2 separate regions of the Drosophila melanogaster genome follow, and region 2 is linked to region 1. The links are chromatin contacts, called in public Hi-C maps. All regions are on one chromosome and are shown on one strand. The core of a region is the stretch at or near the end of the contact, and the rest is flanking DNA. Distances in the headings are between cores, read along the strand shown.

What was found. Hi-C and Micro-C count contacts between places; a contact is called where the count stands out from the background.
Region 2: a Hi-C map of the Kc167 cell line shows a contact between it and region 1, with 4 times the contacts expected there. The contact joins the promoter of Hsc70-3 here to the promoter of CG9360 in region 1. A contact is called at or near these places in 4 of 107 Hi-C or Micro-C datasets (the Kc167 cell line, eye imaginal disc, pupal leg imaginal disc and 1 more) and 1 of 6 datasets of contacts at active chromatin or transcription factors (the Kc167 cell line).

The regions. Positions count from the first base shown.
Region 1 is chrX:11,762,808-11,766,708 of dm6, reverse strand. CG9360 reads left to right here and starts at 2,119. Exons shown (of 2, transcript NM_132518.3): 1 at 2,119-2,803; 2 at 2,886-3,235. The coding sequence starts at 2,228. The coding sequence ends at 3,065. It overlaps m (miniature), which reads right to left. Exons shown (of 8, transcript NM_132519.2): 3 at 3,428-3,533; 4 at 229-382; 5 at 29-156. The coding sequence starts at 3,505.
Region 2 is chrX:11,804,965-11,809,033 of dm6, reverse strand. Hsc70-3 (Heat shock protein 70 cognate 3) reads left to right here and starts at 1,917. Exons shown (of 3, transcript NM_078577.3): 1 at 1,917-2,165; 2 at 3,992-4,069. The coding sequence starts at 4,013. CG1578 reads left to right here. Exons shown (of 8, transcript NM_001298212.1): 8 at 1-528.

The sequences.
Region 1 (3,901 bases), core at 870-3,369:
TTATAGAGGGGCAACTCCAATCACCCACCGTATTCTCATAGAACTGTCCGTTGAGATCCGGCTTGGTGCCGCAGCGGGAGTACGAGATGCGGAAGGAGAAGAACGTCTTGCCCGTTGAGGGCGGCACATAAACGCAACGCGGATCGCTGTGTTGTCCTTTTTGGGGATAATGATAAAGTGGATAAGTTAAAGGATTATATGCGACATTCCCATATGAAGGCGACTCACCTTTGGAGCTGACGATGCCCTCGAATGGATGCGAAAAGGTGAGATGTACATCCATGTGATCCTTGCCGCACATCACCTCCAGTGAGACGATATTGGGCATTCCGTCTGGCCGTTCCATGGGCCACAGTTCATTACCAGCTATGACTAAACTAAACTGTAATTGAAAACAAAAAAAAACCAGAGAATCACAATTTAGTTAATTGCATAGAAAGAAAAAGATAACTTTTTCATGCATGTGGGGCTGGACGAAGTTTAAGTGATGAAACGCTTAAAGAACAGAAATACACGTAAAAGTCTTCCATGAATTACAAGTTGTATGGATTTCAGCTATAACTTGATATTCCCGATCCCGAAATTCATTGGCCAGCCTTGTGGGTGGGCTCCTAACGGTTCCACTGGCACCTGGCACCTGACAAACGTGTTGCCAATAAAAACGAAACGGCAATCCAGTCTCTCCAGTCTCTTCAGGCTCTTTAGGCTGGTCTTCGGTCTGCAGTCCTCAGTTCCCCCCCTTTTGGATGGCCAATGAAGGCCAATCGAAATGGGAAAGCGAATTCCACTTGGCCTGCATCCGTTTGGCTTTTTGAGGGGGATCTAACTGGAACCTGTGCTCCAATCATGCTGAGGGGCTTGTGGTTTTCGGGAGGTAGTTGCACCTGACACATTTGCATATTTGCATATTTGCATACCGATACCTGCCCCAAACTGCCTTGCCACATGCCGCATAGATCGGCTTCGATCAGCAAAATCAAATCGAGGGAAGTCTGAGCGAGTCGCTGGCTCAAGGAATTTGCATTTTCCTTGCCCCCGTCCGCAGTAAAAGTTGACTTACTGGATGAGTGGCAACTGAACAAGTGGGTATTCATATATATATATATGTTGAATATATATAACCGGCTATATACCATCCGATCTTAGCTGGTGCCACATTGTCTGGCGTCGCCACAACGGACCAAAATGGAAATGCAGGAATGGATCGTATGGATCGCAGCCAGATCTTCCAGTTGCTTGTTACTTGTTACTGTATAAATTAGTTTATGCAAATGCATTGTAATTGTTTTACATCTTGATCAAGCCAACGAATAGTTTAGCATTATTGCATTTACATTTAACGCATTTTGCTTGTCATGCTTTTCACAAGCTTATCTCAATGCTTTACATCATATTCTCATTCGAATGAAATATTGAAACAAAATCAGTGACAACAATACGTATACGTAATGGTCAATAGCAAACAGTCAACAGTTCGTATACGTAATAAAAATATCAATTTGTTTCCCAAGTTTAGCTCTTGCTTAAATTCGATTTTTGTTAGTCTGATAATACACATATATGTATGTATACTTATAAACTGCCTACTATCAATGAGTTTGCCTTCGAAAGCAAAGCAAACTGCTTACTTACAATGATTTGCAGTTTTCAAGCGAAGCAAATAAGCGTCATGTTTGAATTCTATTACATTAAACCTTAACTGAGCGCCAACAAGTAGACAATTGCGAGCGATTCCATATCATTTTAAACGAGTGTGTCACAATGTGGTGTTCCCCCTCTTTGGAAGCCCCCAGCCCAAACCAAATGTGCTGACCCATAATGAAGTCCACTCATGCTCATTCTTATCATCATCGAAAGGGGAGAGCTATCGCATAGTACATATATGTTTGGAGTATCTTTCTAGAATGAGTTGATCAACAGAGGCGCGATGGCTTTATGCTGACTCACGATTACGATACAATTGAGAAAAAAGCCGGCTGAACGGCGAGAATGTTTTGGACTCGGCCCAAAATGGAGACGAGTGGTGAATACTATTACTCTCTCAAATTTGAGCTCGGAACTGATCGGCTCTGCTGGGAACTGCGATGATCTATAAAAGCAAGTGGATCGGCAATGAAAGAGCAGTTCTAGAACAGGTCGCGATCGCAAACCAACCGTATATACATATATATATATATATACATCTCAGTTGCATTAGACCCGTACAAACAAATACTAAATACAAATTATGGATCGTTGGCTAAATCGCGTTGCTGTTGTCACTGGCGCCAGTTCGGGAATCGGAGCTGCCTGTTGCAAGGATTTGGTGTCCAAGGGCTTGGTGGTCGTGGGTCTTGCACGTCGCGAGGACCGTCTGCAGGAGCTGAAGGCTTCGCTGCCAGCGGACCAGGCCAGTCGTTTCCATGGACGCAAATGCGATGTGAGCCAGGAGCAGGAGGTGATCGATGCGTTCGCATGGATCGATGCAACACTGGGCGGTGCCGATGTGCTGGTCAACAACGCTGGCATTGTTCGCCTCGGTGTGGGCATCACCCACGAGGGTAATGGCGCTGATCTTCGTGCCATTCTGGATACCAATGTCCTGGGCGTTTCGTGGTGCACCCGCGAGGCTTTCAAATCACTGAAGAGACGCAATGTTAACGATGGACACATCCTGATTGTCAACAGTGTGGCCGGACACCGGGTGATCAACAACCCAGGCATCACCATGGGCATGTATTCGCCATCGAAGTACGCAGTCACCGCTCTCACGGAGGTGCTGCGTCAGGAGTTCCACAACAACAAGACCCAGACCAAGATTACGGTAAGTGCGCAGAGAGAGATTAGCTTAAAGTTGACATTTCGATTACCCCCTTTTCCGATAAATATCCATTGTGATTTTACAGAGCATCAGTCCCGGTGCCGTGGACACCGAGATCATCGACAAGGAGGCTCTCGTTGGCATTCCCGACTTTCCAATGCTCCGCTCTGAGGATGTGGCCGATGCCATTAGCTACTGCATCCAGACCCCGCCAAATGTCCAGATTCACGAGCTGACCATCAAGCCTGTCGGCGAAACCCTCTAGACTCTAGATTTCCCACTGGATGCTTCTGCTATTTGTGTTTACAACAAGGAAGTGTCATATGAAGTTGATCTACTATATTTTATTTTTATTAAAAATATATATATATCTATATATATATATGTATGTATGCATGTACCAAACGTTATGTGATTAAAATTCTTTAGCAAACCAAGTCCCAATTGTATCTAACTATTCTTCAATTTATTGCCTAGATCAGACCACAATTTATGTGCTGTAATAGAAACATTTGTTGATCAAACAAATTGTAATCATTTTTCCGTAGATTAGATATTTTTCTATTTTTTGTTTGCCCATGGTTCACACTAAGTATTATTGTTTACAATTTGATTTTGCTTACTTACCATTAAGTGTAAGATAAATATACAGCTACTAAACCTAAGGTCCCACAGTCGTGTAGGGCCTTTTTGTGGGCTCCACATGTTGGCGCTGTGGGCGTGGCGATCGGATCTGAAAATAGGGAAAAAAATACATAACAATCAGATAAATTTAGGCAGTGGTTGGTTTCTGAGACTACCTCAATAATATGTGTATTAGAACTAAAAGTAATCTTAACTGGTCTCCTCATCTCTGTTTTCAATGGATTGCTTGTTCATTGGGTAACAAAAAAAAAAAAGACGAAAAACCCCAAGTTTACACTCTCAACAATTTTATTTTCTGGCATTCATAGTATTTATCTTATATCACAACAATTTAAATAATGCTCAGCTAATGTGGCACGGTGTTAGAAAGTAGAAATCAGCTGCCCCAAACAAACAGATATGTATAATTGAAACGCTTTCACTGCACTGCGCTTCTGTTATTCTACGTCCGTGCCA
Region 2 (4,069 bases), core at 668-3,167, 43 kb before region 1:
CGATTTTATTTCACTTTTCACAAATAGCCACAAACACATTTGACCAAAAAAAACAAAAACACGACAGCATTGTAAAGCAATTGATGTTTATATGTCGTTAAGCTTTAAATATTGTGGAGAGCAGATGATGTGGCCCATTCTTCGACCACGTCGACCATTATTTGCATTATCAATAATCCAATTATAGCAAATTCGCCATAAAGAACCTAGATTGTATCATCAATTCTTTTTTTTATAATAATTTTTTTAATAGATATGGAAATTATCGAATAGAGATTATTGAATGTGTTGCTTAGAATACAACCTGTCCATAGTTTTTCCTGCACACAATCTGCGACAGAAAGAAAACTACATAATTTGGCTGGATTCCAAACCAGAATTTTGGTCAACGTCTACTTTTATAATGTAAAGTACGGTACGATATCGACGGGGCGCTGAGCGGGGAGATGATAAAAAGATTATTACATGCTATTATGTATTGTTATGAAAATATATTGATATTGAATGAGTGTCATTACAAAAATCGACAAAAAAAAAAAAAAGAAAACTAAAAAGTGGGTGTTTTTCATTCTCGGGCGGATGCGGACTGATAAGTCAAGAACTCGCTATAAATATGCTACATATATAGACTGTTTGCCTGTTCTTATCGGTAGTCGTTTAATTTATGGAAATTATCATTTCAAATGAAGATCGACGAAATGCCTGGAAATTGCCAGATAAACGTGGTATTTTCGACTTTTTCGGAAAATATATCATTTTTTATCCCCCCAAATATTAGTCATGATATTCTTGAAACATTTTTGAATCATCATTTGAGCGTATTGTTTAAATACGCTTTTAAATTTTATTTTTCATATATGTAAATATTATTAATAAAAATTCTGGGAAGTGCTAAAAAAGTCTAGAGTTGCTATATGGAATTCGAAATAGCAATATATACATACATATATAAAATACTAGACATTTTTAATAATATAAAATATAAATAACATTTATATATGAAAGAGGTAAGTTTGAAAAAAAATTTGATTCTATGTCTTTATTAAACTCCATTCGTTTACCACTCAAAACTATGGATAAGCAGTTAGTTTTTCTTTCGAATTTACATGTAAATATTGCAGTACCATTTCCGGTTGTCATAGTATTAAAAACAGCTGCATATAAGCTTAAATTTAAATTTCGAATGTAATTATATGCTTATAATAATAAGAACCCAAAAGCATATATTTATAACTTCAAGTATCGGAATGAACAATTACAAAGTCTAAAAATAGTTTTGGGAAGTTGTCAATAATTACGCCCCACTTAAAGTAACGGCAAACATCCAGATTCAGCTGGAAGCATAACGGTTAACCTGGGGCAATGTACACGTCAGTGCTCGTTGCGGCTTTACTTAAGGGGAACGCATATTTGCATCAGACAAACCAAACACCATAAAAAGAAAAAGAAGAAGGCCAAACATCGTACTCTCTCCGCTCCGAAAATGTTTGGGTAAACAAATAGTGAAAAGCTCTGGGAGAGAGCGAGAGCGAGAGTTGGCCTCCAGTGGGCGGAACAGCTACGCCTGCGACACGTCAGTGCTAGAGATGTAACACCTTAAGATAGTTATCGATTAAAATTATATTGAATAAAATGAATATATAAAAGAAGTTAAATCTTAAAAAACTATTATTAAAATGATTGTAAACCGTATAGCAGAAATAGTTGCAATCATATAATCCTGTAATATATTATTTTTATTTTTAATTATATCTTCTTAATACCTTTATTAATTAGACATTTTAGTCTAACGAAATATTTATTCGACTTATTCGATTGCCAGATGTGTATCGATGTTTCTAGAAAACTAAACTCATCGACACGTCAGTGGTAGGTGAGAGCAAAGAGCAATAAATAGCCGGAAAACAGAGAGTGAAAATCAGTTTCAAAACAAAAGTACAAGGAATAACAGCACAGCAAAAGAGAAACGCGATTTATTAAATACAAATTATTACCCCAAGAACATTGTAACGCGCTGTGACCGCAAATATAAACAAGAAATCGTTACATTCCCATTAGATCAATTAAAACCAAGCCAAAAAACAACAAAGACTAATACTTCTGTGACAAAAAGTGACAATTACCTAAATAAGTGAATTTTTTTTTAATAGTTTTAGTTAGAAAATGTAAGTATACAAAAAGAAAATTATATTGAAAGTTGATATGAGTGTATGCTGTTGGTATTAACATCTAAGAAACAGGAAAATATTTATCAAATTTACTTTGGACCAAAAGAACCAGCATAAAGTGTATATTTAAATATATCTATTTTTTTTTATAAATATGTGTTGCAAGGAATTCAGTGGCTTGAATTGCGTTATAGCATTTCTTATATTATATTATTGTTTATTTTGAAACAAAATTGAGGCAACATTATAAAAGAATCAAAACGATTGCTTGACAGACCCATTGGTAACTGTAAAATACTATTTACTACCTGATATTGATAAGGACAACGCGAAATATTGTGTGTAGAAATAATTATATATTTTTGAAAAGCGGTTATTCGTCGGCCGAACAATCGCGTGCTTTCCAACACTGATCTACCACTGACGTGTCTTTTTGGCCCCAGAGTTGCACGTGTGTGTGTGTGCCGCAGCGTATGACTGTGTGCGTACGTAGAAAGCGCCGGCAAAAACGTCAGATAAGCAGCAGCCACATATTCTACTGCTCTGTCAGTTCACTTTGAAGCGTCGAGAAAGCACATTAAATCGAAACCAATTTGAAATTATTAACCGCTCAGCGATAAGTGTAAGTGTTAGTTCAAAGAAAAGGCTTAAATACGAGCTGGACGTTAGCACAAATAGCTGGAAAGTGCACTTGCACTGCTAGAATATTCGTGTAAAGGAACGGACGGCAAAGAGGGACACCAATACACTGCAATTTTACAGTCGCCATATTGGCAAAAGTAAAAGAGGTCTGCTACAAAAAGTTTGCCCGCACGTGCCCTTAAAGAAATAGAAACGTATGAAATTAGTTTCCTTTATAGTTGAAACCAATAAAGGCCAACCAATGACGTGGTGGTCGTGACAAGTGACAAGTTCGGTGAATGAACTTTGTCTTCTTCTTCGTATTAGTTTCTTACAGCCTAAGCTTGCATTTAGGTGAAGTTCTTGTTTTCCTTTTACAGTAATTTACGGTTAATTTTGCTTACATTTACTTCTTTTTTTTAAAAGACCGCGAAGCGCCTGCGCATTTTGCCGTCTGTGTGAGTGGGAGTAGGCCTATCTGTGTGCGTTTGTCTGCGTTCAATCCGCTTGGTACACGTCATTTATTTGGCTGATTTATAAGCACTCGCTTTGCTCTCTCTGTGTGTCTCTCTCCGATGGTCGCAAAGTACACGTCAGTGTGGCATAGAAAAAAGAATAAAATACCTAAGTGGTTAAGCCACAAACAGCTGTGCAAATCCAGCTTTCCTTCTGGAATTGTGCGTTGGGAGGGGGACTTTCTTGCGGTGCGTGAAATAACGAAAAGAATTAAACCAGTTATTTGGCCGCTCTCTCACCGGCAGCAGCAAAGAAAGAACCAGAAAAATGTTACACGTATACAAATTTCGCTGCTCTCTCTCTCTCGCTTTCCGGCGACGTCGGCGTCGGTCAATGTCAGCAGAACGGAGATGAGCGCACCGCTTAGCAGTTGCCGGGCAGTTAGCCATTGGAGTAGACGTGTTCTTTATCCGATCTTGACTACTAGTAAGATTTATAAGGTACTGAATCTGGTAGAATCGTGTTTAAAATAATAATGTTGCCAAAGTGGCACAGCTAACGGTACATGTTAACAGTTGACAATCTGGCCGACGTCATCAGTACTGGTTCTCTCGCAGAGGGAGAGCGAGAGCCAAAAAGAACACTGGCCATTTATGTTTGCGTGTGTGTGATTGTGTTGACGTGTACAAAAAGCCGAGGTTGAAATAATTGGGCGAAAATTAACGCAATCCCTTTCTTATTTGCAGTTTTCCTGAGAGATCTTCAATATGAAGTTATGCATATTACTGGCCGTCGTGGCCTTCGTTGGCCTCTCGCTGGGCGAG